Linked DNA regions of Mus musculus: regions 1 and 2 are each linked to region 3. The links are chromatin contacts, called in public promoter capture Hi-C maps. All regions are on one chromosome and are shown on one strand. The core of a region is the stretch at or near the end of the contact, and the rest is flanking DNA. Distances in the headings are between cores, read along the strand shown. Region 1 holds the start of Ms4a13 (membrane-spanning 4-domains, subfamily A, member 13). Region 2 holds the start of Ms4a19 (membrane-spanning 4-domains, subfamily A, member 19). Region 3 holds the start of Olfr1419 (olfactory receptor 1419).

The links. Promoter capture Hi-C pulls out the DNA fragments that hold promoters and counts their contacts.
Region 1: a promoter capture Hi-C map of stem cell-derived epiblast-like cells shows a contact between it and region 3, with 7 times the contacts expected there. The contact joins the promoter of Ms4a13 here to the promoter of Olfr1419 in region 3. A contact is called at or near these places in 6 of 39 promoter capture datasets (cranial neural crest, embryonic stem cells, hippocampal neurons and 3 more), 2 of 484 Hi-C or Micro-C datasets (both in embryonic stem cells) and 3 of 9 other capture datasets (embryonic stem cells, liver and macrophages).
Region 2: a contact with region 3 is called in a promoter capture Hi-C map of embryonic stem cells, with 5 times the contacts expected there. The contact joins the promoter of Ms4a19 here to the promoter of Olfr1419 in region 3. A contact is called at or near these places in 11 of 39 promoter capture datasets (the HPC-7 cell line, cranial neural crest, embryonic stem cells and 5 more) and 1 of 9 other capture datasets (adipose tissue).

The regions. Positions count from the first base shown.
Region 1 is chr19:11,195,002-11,198,218 of GRCm38.p6, reverse strand. Ms4a13 (membrane-spanning 4-domains, subfamily A, member 13) reads left to right here and starts at 1,482. Exons shown (of 7, transcript NM_001347435.1): 1 at 1,482-1,674. 4930526L06Rik (RIKEN cDNA 4930526L06 gene) reads right to left here and starts at 1,402. Exons shown (of 3, transcript NR_045317.1): 1 at 1,255-1,402.
Region 2 is chr19:11,163,918-11,167,048 of GRCm38.p6, reverse strand. Ms4a19 (membrane-spanning 4-domains, subfamily A, member 19) reads left to right here and starts at 1,719. Exons shown (of 8, transcript NM_001370777.1): 1 at 1,719-1,777; 2 at 1,999-2,059.
Region 3 is chr19:11,869,880-11,872,829 of GRCm38.p6, reverse strand. It overlaps Olfr1419 (olfactory receptor 1419), which reads left to right and starts at 1,525. Exons shown (of 1, transcript NM_001011775.2): 1 at 1,525-2,684. The coding sequence starts at 1,616. The coding sequence ends at 2,647.

The DNA of each region.
Region 1 (3,217 bases), core at 233-2,732, 670 kb after region 3:
CCTCCCTCCTTCCCCCTCCCCCTTCCCCCTGCTCACCAACCCACCCCACTCTCACTTCCTGGCCCCAGCATTTCCCTATACTGGGGCATAGAGCCTTCACAGGACCAAGGGCCTCTTTTCTATTTTTATATATAATACATTATATGTTATTATATTATACGGAACCATATAGTGTATTAATTTTAAAAGTGCTATATAAATATTATATACTTATATATTTATATATTATAAATAATATAGAATATATCATAATACTATTATCAACATACATTATAATTAAATATATATTTATATTTTATATGATTCATATAATTTTTATAATTTATATATATATATATTTGGGGGGGTGAGACAGGGTTTCTCTGTGTAGCCCTGGCTATCCTGGAACTCACTTTGTAGACCAGGATGGCCTCGAGCTCAGAAATTCGCCTGCCTCTGCCTCCCGAATGCTGGGATTAAAGGCGTGAGCCACCACGCCCGACAAAGGATAATATTTTGTTTGTTTCTTTGTTTGTTTGTTTGTTTGTTTTTGAGACAGGGTTTCTCTGTGTAGTCCTGGCTGTCCTGGAACTCACTTTGTAGACCAGGCTTGCCTCGAGCTCAGAAATCTGTCTGCCTCTGCCTCCCAAGTGCTGGGATTAAAGCTGTGAGCCACCACTGCCCGGCTACATATAAATATATTTAAATATATTTATGTATACATATCTATTTTATGTATACTATGTAACATATAATGAAATATAAATAATATAATACTATATGAATATATATTATAAAAAGATTATCCTTCATAAAAGGATTATCATCCACGAAATATTTGCAATGTAAGCCAGAATTTTAAGTCTTCCAGGAATAAATGAAAGCTCACAGCATGCTCTGGTTAAAGGAGCATCTACTGTCCAAGGGTCTTTAAGCCCTCAGGAAGTCTTCGGTGCTCGGCAGGTGGCCTGTGCTCCCTAGAGAAAACAGGTTTTCCTTTCTGTCTCCCCATTTGCTCTCCAGTAGTAGAGTATTCTTTATCTTTTCATAGCTATCTATGCATCTTTATGTTTCTCTTCACAAACGTTGAACTACTGCCTCATATCAAATCCAAAACCAATACGGTGCAGAGAGCCTGCATAGTAAAATGTCCCCAGCGGGTGGGTCAAAGCAGTCATTTTAATCATTTCCTAAAGAGTCTCTTCATTAATTTCTTTAGCCATTTATATTTGGAGGAGGGTGGAAGAAGAGTAAACTATTAACTCATTTACTTGCCTTTTTACAACTTGAAACCTTCTGAAATGTGTGGTAAACGATCAGGTCTCTGCGGCCATTCTATCTTAGGAGAAGCATCCCTGAAGAGGCAGTGTTCCAGCCATGTCCAGGGAAGCCATTACTAGAAACTCCAGAAGAGGATCGAAGTGAGGGACCAGGGCGTGGCCCGCAGGCCCCAGTGAGTCTGCGCACTGGTTCTCATCCCTCTGCCCTAAGAGAGGGCTGTTGCCCTTGACAACCCGGCGGCTTGAGGAGCTTGACAACCACCTGGGAGCTAGACTGCGCGCTGCTGCCTCTGATGGCTATGCAGCCAGATCTAGCGCTGAGAGCACCATCCACGGTGATCCTTCTCTTCAGCCTGTGCCTAGGCCTGATAGGGTGAAACTGGATCCTTGGGTCTTGGGACAACTGAAATGTGAGGTAACAGTGTGCCTCTTTACTTTTGCTAAGCATCAAAATGGACACGGTCTGGAGAAAGGGGGTTGAGGAAAGAGAGGTGGGCACATCTCCATTCTCCATCTTTTATACCCTCTCGTTTGACCTTCTAAAAAATACTTTTATTTACTTTTTGAAATGTGGGGTCTCACTGTGTTGACAAGATTGCTCTAGAATTCCTGGGCTGAGCAATCGTCCTGCCTTGACCTCACAAGTAGCTGCCAGCAGCTACTTATTCCCACCCACTCCTTCTAGATTTCATCTAGTACTGACTGCCGGTATATGGGTGTATCATGATGTGAGGTGAAAAGTAAAATACTTCTCATGACTGTAACATCAAGGTTCGCCACTAGTCACCTTAAGTAAAGTATTCACTTAAAATATTTATCAGAAAAGGGGGAAGAAAGAGGGGAGTAACTGAATGCATATGGCCAGGGAATTAAGCAGGAATGACCACGAACACATGGAAATGAACTTTATAATTTCTGGGGACAACAAAGTGATTTGAAGTTAGTCTTGAAAAAAATTTGCAACACAATGTGGCAGGAATTACGGGCAAAATGTTAAGACAAACATCTGTGTATCTAGCTACCTTGTAGCACAAGCAGGCTTTGGGGAAAGGGTTACTACCAGGGTTGTTAAGCTATGAAGTCCGAGTGACCAAGTGAGAGGGGAAGGTGGGCAGGAAGCAGTTCATGAAGAAATTGGTGTGTCCTCTGAAGATGTCATTCTCTTCATTTTATTTTAAAAAATCTTTTTTGAGGTTGGTGAGCTGGTTCAGTGGTCATGAATCTTGCTGTTTTTGCAGAGAACCAGAGTTTAATTGCTAACACTCTTATCAGGCAGCTCGGTGCCAACTTAAACTTCAGGGGACCTGACACCCTTTTTCATAGGCATCCAAACACACATGCAGATACACAATTATTTTAAAGTAAAAACGTTTTAGATGTTTTAAATCATTTTTCTGGGACGCGCGCACACACACACACACACACACACACACACACACACACACCAAGGCTCCATGAACGTTATAGAAGAGAGGGTAGGAAGATTTAAAGTCAGAAGTGGTAGAAAGGGCTGTGCAACATTGTCCTCTGAATGTAACATGGGTGATGCACTCATGAACTCACTACAGATGTGGTCACCTACCCAACACTAGAGTCATCAACTTTTTCATTAGAGGGAGGAAGGGCTCTGGAGGCTTCACCCCTACCCTGAGGGACTATTAACAGTTAATAGTGGCTGAGGAGAGAGGTGTCACTTTCTTCAGTGGTATAACCCAGGATCCAGGATAAAACCTCCCACCCATGTTCATGAGGGCAACCCTACTTAACTCAGTAGGTCAGACACATAAAACAGGCAGGAAAGTAATGGAGGGACCTGTTGGGAAGAAAAGGGGTTTTAGCAAAAGAAGGTGGGCAGATAAAAAAGAACAACAGGGGAAGATAAGAACTAAAATTCATTATACATATAAATGAAACTGCCTAAAATTAAAAATTAATTACTTTTTAAAATCATTTCTTAA
Region 2 (3,131 bases), core at 470-2,969, 710 kb after region 3:
AGAGAATGAGCAAGTTAGCAAAAGAGTGGCCCCAGAGGCAAGCCAGGTGACGGGCCAAGAAAGCCAAGTGTGCAGTGAGAAAGTTAAGGCTACCTGCAGGTCTGTGCATGACAGAAGGCTGCTTCTAGAGATCACAGTCCACGTCTCACTGTGTCATTGATGTCTTAGATGGCTTTGGCTTCTCATCCCTTCCCGGCCAGCCACCAGCATTGGCTCACAGTGTTAAGTGTCATCTTAAAACAACTCCCCCGTAGGACTCCCTCTGCACACAACTACCTTTCCTTTCTTAAAGCCAGAGCTCCAGAGGTAAGTACATATTATCTCCACACAATTACCTCGTGTTTTCCCTTTGACTCTACTCTAGGTCGAGTCTGACTTCCATCTGTCCTCTGAGGCCACTTCTTTTCAGTGATAGCACTCACCTTCACATTGCAAAAAGCCAGCAACCAAATGCATAACCCTTGAGAGATTTAGGCATCGTTTTCCATTTTTTCCTAGAGCTCAGGGCTCTGCAAGGGCATCCTTACCTTTCTGTCTGCTCCTTACCACCTAAGCTGCATTCGATTTTTATTGTCTGACCACCTAATACTAAAATGGATCATCTCTCACCCCACCTTTCCCACAAGGTAAACTCTAAGGTAAAGGATATTCTATATTTTTTCCATTCCTTACTACTAATACATAAACAATGTCATTCATATTTATCCTCAACAGGATATATAAATATTGGAGCATTCTAATTCCTAGAGAATTATATGTTCAATAAATTACATAATACATGGAATACCTGGTACTGGAAGCCTCAACAAATTGCCTGTGAGGAACACTCCTTTAGTTAGCAGCTAACCAAGTCACCATTGCTTTTGAGACTCAATGTAATCTGAGTAAGTTAGACCAAATGACCTTCTGTTAATTTATTCACTTCTTCCAGGTGCCCGATATAGCACCCTTACACTTTACTGGGTTTAGTGTTTACCTGTTTAGTCATATCATAAATGACTCTCAGCCTCATAGACATGACTGTCAAATTTGGGTTCTTTAATACCTACCATTTAGGACTAGATTACATAGAGCAGTAGCCTTTTGTCGGGGTTAATTTATTTGTTGATTGGTTGTTTGACAGTTCCATGCATTTATATAATGAATTTTAATTGTCTTTCACCCCCACAACTCCTCTCATCTTCCTCTGGGTCCCTTCTCAAGTCCACCTCCAGCCTCCATCTCTTCTTTTGGCATACTGCCCACTATGTTTAGAGTTTCTTGTCCCAGAGTGGATGACGGACTTGTGCAATCTAATTTCTGAAAATGGAAAGTCCACAGAGCAAGTGTGACCTCGATTTTGCAGAGAGAGGAACAGAAGATACATCTTGCCCAAACACCACCAGATCCAGGGTTCCAACAACATCCTTCCTTCTAGAGTTTAGAACTTTGATTTTTGAGGAGACTCACAATAGAAAGACTTGCTTCTTCTACTGGAAAACAGTTGGTAGTATTTGCTTGGTGGGGAAGTCTATGGAGCAGGGAATCAGCCATAGCTGGGCTCAAGGACTGCAGATTAATAGCTAGAGTATGCCCAACACTGGTCAGTAAAGGATGTCCGCACTAGAGCTCCTCCTGCTGGCCCCAAACCCTAACCGCATCTACCTCTCGCGGGCATGAAGGCTGGATGGAACCTTCAAGGGCCAGTGGAACTAACTTCTGCGTGGCCCTCCTCACGTGGCACCCTTCACCACGGTTGCTCTGAGACACAACCGCAGCTGCGCTGGATCCGCAAGAGGTAATGAGGGGCACATGAAGGTGGCAGATGCCTGCCTGCAGGAAAGCCAGGGCAGAAAGATCTGGACCTAAAAGCAACCCTTTCAGGATTATCCTATTCTAACCTTGGGGTTGTGACAGAGTATGGATCCATGACCCTTGAACAGACCACATTAAGGACAGGCATTGGACACTGCTTCCTGGAGAGCTTCAATTGTATCCTGGCTTCTTTTTTCTCCCCAGTACAACCCTCCAGGTGATTCTTGTCACTTAGAAGAGCCTTTGAAGTTTATTACATTTTTTTGTAAGTCATCGCATAACGGGTAAGTTTTTAATTGTCATAATGGGCAATTTTTAATTCAAGAATCTTCTAAAATGCTTTCCTCTGTGCCTTAGTGTATTTTCTCCTTGTCAAATATCAATGGGCCATTATCGTGGCAACTGAAACCTTCAAAGTCCGTGACTTATATGAGGAAAAGGAAAAGTTTGTTTTGAAAGATCTAAAGACAATGCCTTGAATTTTTTTCTTTTTTTATTTATTAGATATTTTCTTTATATACATTTCAAATGCTATCCCGAAAGTTTCCTATACCCTCCCCCCACGCCCTGCTTCCCTACCCACCCACTCCTGCTTCTTGGCCCTGACATTCCCATACAACTACATATAGTGATTGAAGGGAACCAGAAAAGATTAGTGAGACTTTAGAGGCTGGGTGGGGTTGGGGAGCTGTTTCTTGGGAATGGAGGTAGAGATTATCAAAGCCAAATCTAACTAGAAAGCCACTCAAAGCAAATGTATTAACCTTGGACTGAAAAAACATAAATTATCTCTTATTTGTTTTAGTAAAATTAATGTATATAATATAATATATAAGTGTTTACATGATGTATAGGCAGCCAGGCTTCCAAGAAAATGGAACTAAGAAGTTGAAAGTGGTCAGAAGATGATAAGTTCTGTTTTTTCGTCTGTCTCTGATTTTCTCCGGGTGCCCTTCTTCCCACACATGCAAAGTTTCATGCTCTACGGTTCTGTACATTAGAACAGATAGAATCTAATAATGTCCTGGCTTCTTGCTTTTACATCTTCTGCAGCCTCACCAAATGGTTTCGATATCCACCTTTGTTCAGACCAGCTAGAATAAAGAAGAGTTTTCATGAGCATTAAATATAGAGGCTGAGGGGGGAGTTATGATTCATACAAACTAGGAACCATCACCCTCCCTGCCCATGCTAGAAATGACGAGTTATCCTTGTCTTGCCTACTGAACATCCCCTCTGGTTATCTTGTTCACTAACTTAAGAAACCTGCCTATACTCTAGAATACTATTTCTATTTTCCAGCCTCCTCTGCATCTAACATAAGCATGTGACACAGA
Region 3 (2,950 bases), core at 276-2,775:
TATCCACTTATCAGTGAAACAATTAGCTGTTAAATATTAATTTCTCCGAAGAGCTTCCAGCATGAAGAATCACTTTTTACTTATTAATATTGTTGCTTATTTTTTGAGAATTTCATATACATACATACATATGTGTGTATATATATATATGTACATACATATACATATATAATGGATCTTGATTATAAACACCCCAGTTCCTCCTCACTTTCCACCCAAGACTCCCCCATGTGCCCTGCGTTCTTCTCACCTTTATGCCCTCTTTTCTGTTAGCATTGGCTACATGAGCATAAGCAACCTAGTCTACTGGTGGTCACACTCCCAAGTGAAATGATTTCTCCTCCAGCAGCGTGATCACCATAAAAACAAAGAAAAGCCAAACGCCATATTGAAGCTTAGGCTACATTGGTTATCAAACTAGCATAAACCAATAGTTGAACTTGTTCTTTGATCTCATCCTTCACTTTTAGAAGAATAGTGTTCTTAGCTTTCTGAGTATCCTCTGCAAACATCAAGGGAAAGACCATTCAGTCGCTAATTTAGTCAGTTTCATTCAACTGAAAGGCTAACCACAATCACACGGAAATGTGTGTGCAGGCATGTGTGAGTCCATATTGCAGCTTACTTAAGTTCAGAAACATGGAAGTGTCAGCAGAGGCAGAGCCGGTGACCAGGGCAGTAGAGATTTTTAAATGTTATTTCCTGAAGTTGCACCTCAGCAAAGAACTCCATTTTCACTTATAAAATTGTTTTGTGACTCAGGATTTAATAATTGTATTGATAATGCAAGAATAAGAAGCTATCTTTTAAGACTCTCAGAATTGATCAACACAGCTTAGAAAGCATTTAAAAAAGACTACACTGGGCCTATAATATTGAGGTAGGTAGGGGGGTGAGCCCTGTAAAAGGAGGTTGGAAATCCTTTATAAGGTAGATGCCATTGGAACAAGGATAAAAGGAGATGTGGAAGAAGATGGATCAGCTGTAAGGTTGCTATTTGACACAATGCAACTGTGAAATTGAATTGTTGAATATTTAAGAAAAAATACCAGAATTCCAAGTTTTAAAGGATTAGATAGGTAAAAATGCATCCTATTTTAGTGATCTGGGCTCTGAATACCCACACTTGCAGAATGGGTAAAAGGCAGACTTGTGTAGCTTGCCGTCTGCGCTTGGTGTGGGGATCACATACATCCTTAGAGATCTGTACTTGTGAGCTGTTCTATGAATGTGTAGTCATAGAAACAAAAGGGCATGAGGCCGGTGAGAAAGTTTTGCTCCAAAAGAAGAGGGATGATGATCAGGAACGACATGGACAACACAAGGTAGCATATATCGAGACCCTCATGCATGCCTGGCATTGGTCTCTGTGCTTGTAGTCATAGAGTCTTGCTCAATTTTCACCAACACTCTGAGGTGGGTGTCATACATTTCTGAATTTTACAGTGAAAATGCTGGAGCCCATATTTCTCCAAAGTCACAGAGCTAGCTGGGGTTGAAATTCAAAGGAAGCTCAGAGAATAAGCACTTGGTTAACTGCAGACTGTGATTTAATATAGCTTAGTGACATGGGAAAGTAACTTTACCCTTGACTCTTTTCCTTGTACTAGGTCTGATGGAGGAGGAAAATCAGACAGGAGTGGTATATTTCCACTTCCGCCCCTTTTCAACCAACTCTACAGTGGCTTCCCTAGTGTTTGTGGGCTTCTTGCTGCTGTATCTAGGAAGTCTCATTGGAAACCTCACCATTGGGCTCACAGTCTGGCAGGATCACTCCCTCCATACCCCGATGTACTTCTTCCTTTTTGTGTTGGCCACATTAGAGCTTGGCTATTCCACCAACATTGCTCCACTGACTCTAGCTAGCATTCTCTCCATGGGGAAGATGCTTATCTCTCTGCCCAGCTGTGGGGCCCAGATGTTCTTCTTCATCCTCCTTGGAGGATCTGACTGTGTCCTGCTGGCCATCATGGCCTATGACAGGTATGTGGCCATCTGTCATCCATTGCATTACAGCCTCATTATGAGTTGGCAGCTCTGTGGGCAGATGGCTTTAGGTTCTCTGGGGCTGGGTTTCCTTTTGTCACTGCCTTTGACCATTCTGATCTGCCACCTCCCATTCTGTGGCCACAATGAAATCTACCACTTCTTCTGCGACATGCCTGCAGTCATGCGCCTGGCCTGTACAGATACCCATATACACCAGGCAGCTCTCTTTGCCATCAGCGTGGCTGCAGTAGCCATTCCTTTTCTCCTTATCTGTCTCTCCTATGGTTGCATTGTGGCTACCATCCTGAGGATGACGTCAGCAGAGGGGAAACGCCGGGCTTTCTCCACCTGCTCTTCACACCTCCTCGTGGTTGTCCTGCAGTATGGATGTTGCACCCTCATCTACCTTCGCCCTAGCTCCAGCTACTCCCCGGAAGAAGGCCGGGCAGTATCTGTTGTCTATACCTTCTTCTCCCCATTGCTGAATCCCTTAATCTATAGTTTAAGGAACCAAGAGGTGACTGATGCAGTAAAAAGACTTTTGACAAGAATGTTCTGGTTCAGAAAGCCAGAAAGATTCCTTCCTGGGGGAAATTATTCACTGAACAAGGGAGAACACAGTATGATGGAAAAGAAACTCAAAATCAATAGGCCATGAGACTGGAGCAGTACTTGCACTCATGACTACCTGGGTCTAGGAAGTGTTAATTGTCACCCTCTACTTCTATTAGATTTTCAGTGACTGAGTCCTGGATCGACCCATGCTGCCTTAATCGGCCTTCTTTTCTACCACAGGACTTAGGATAAAGGCTGGCAGAGGAAACTCAGAGGAAAAGAGGAAACAAATGAATAAGATTGTTGACAGCAGGGCTGAAGAGACCGCTCAGCAGTTAAGAGCACTGACTGCTCTTCTAAAAGTCCTGAGTTCAAATCCCAGCAACCACATGGTGGCTCACAACTA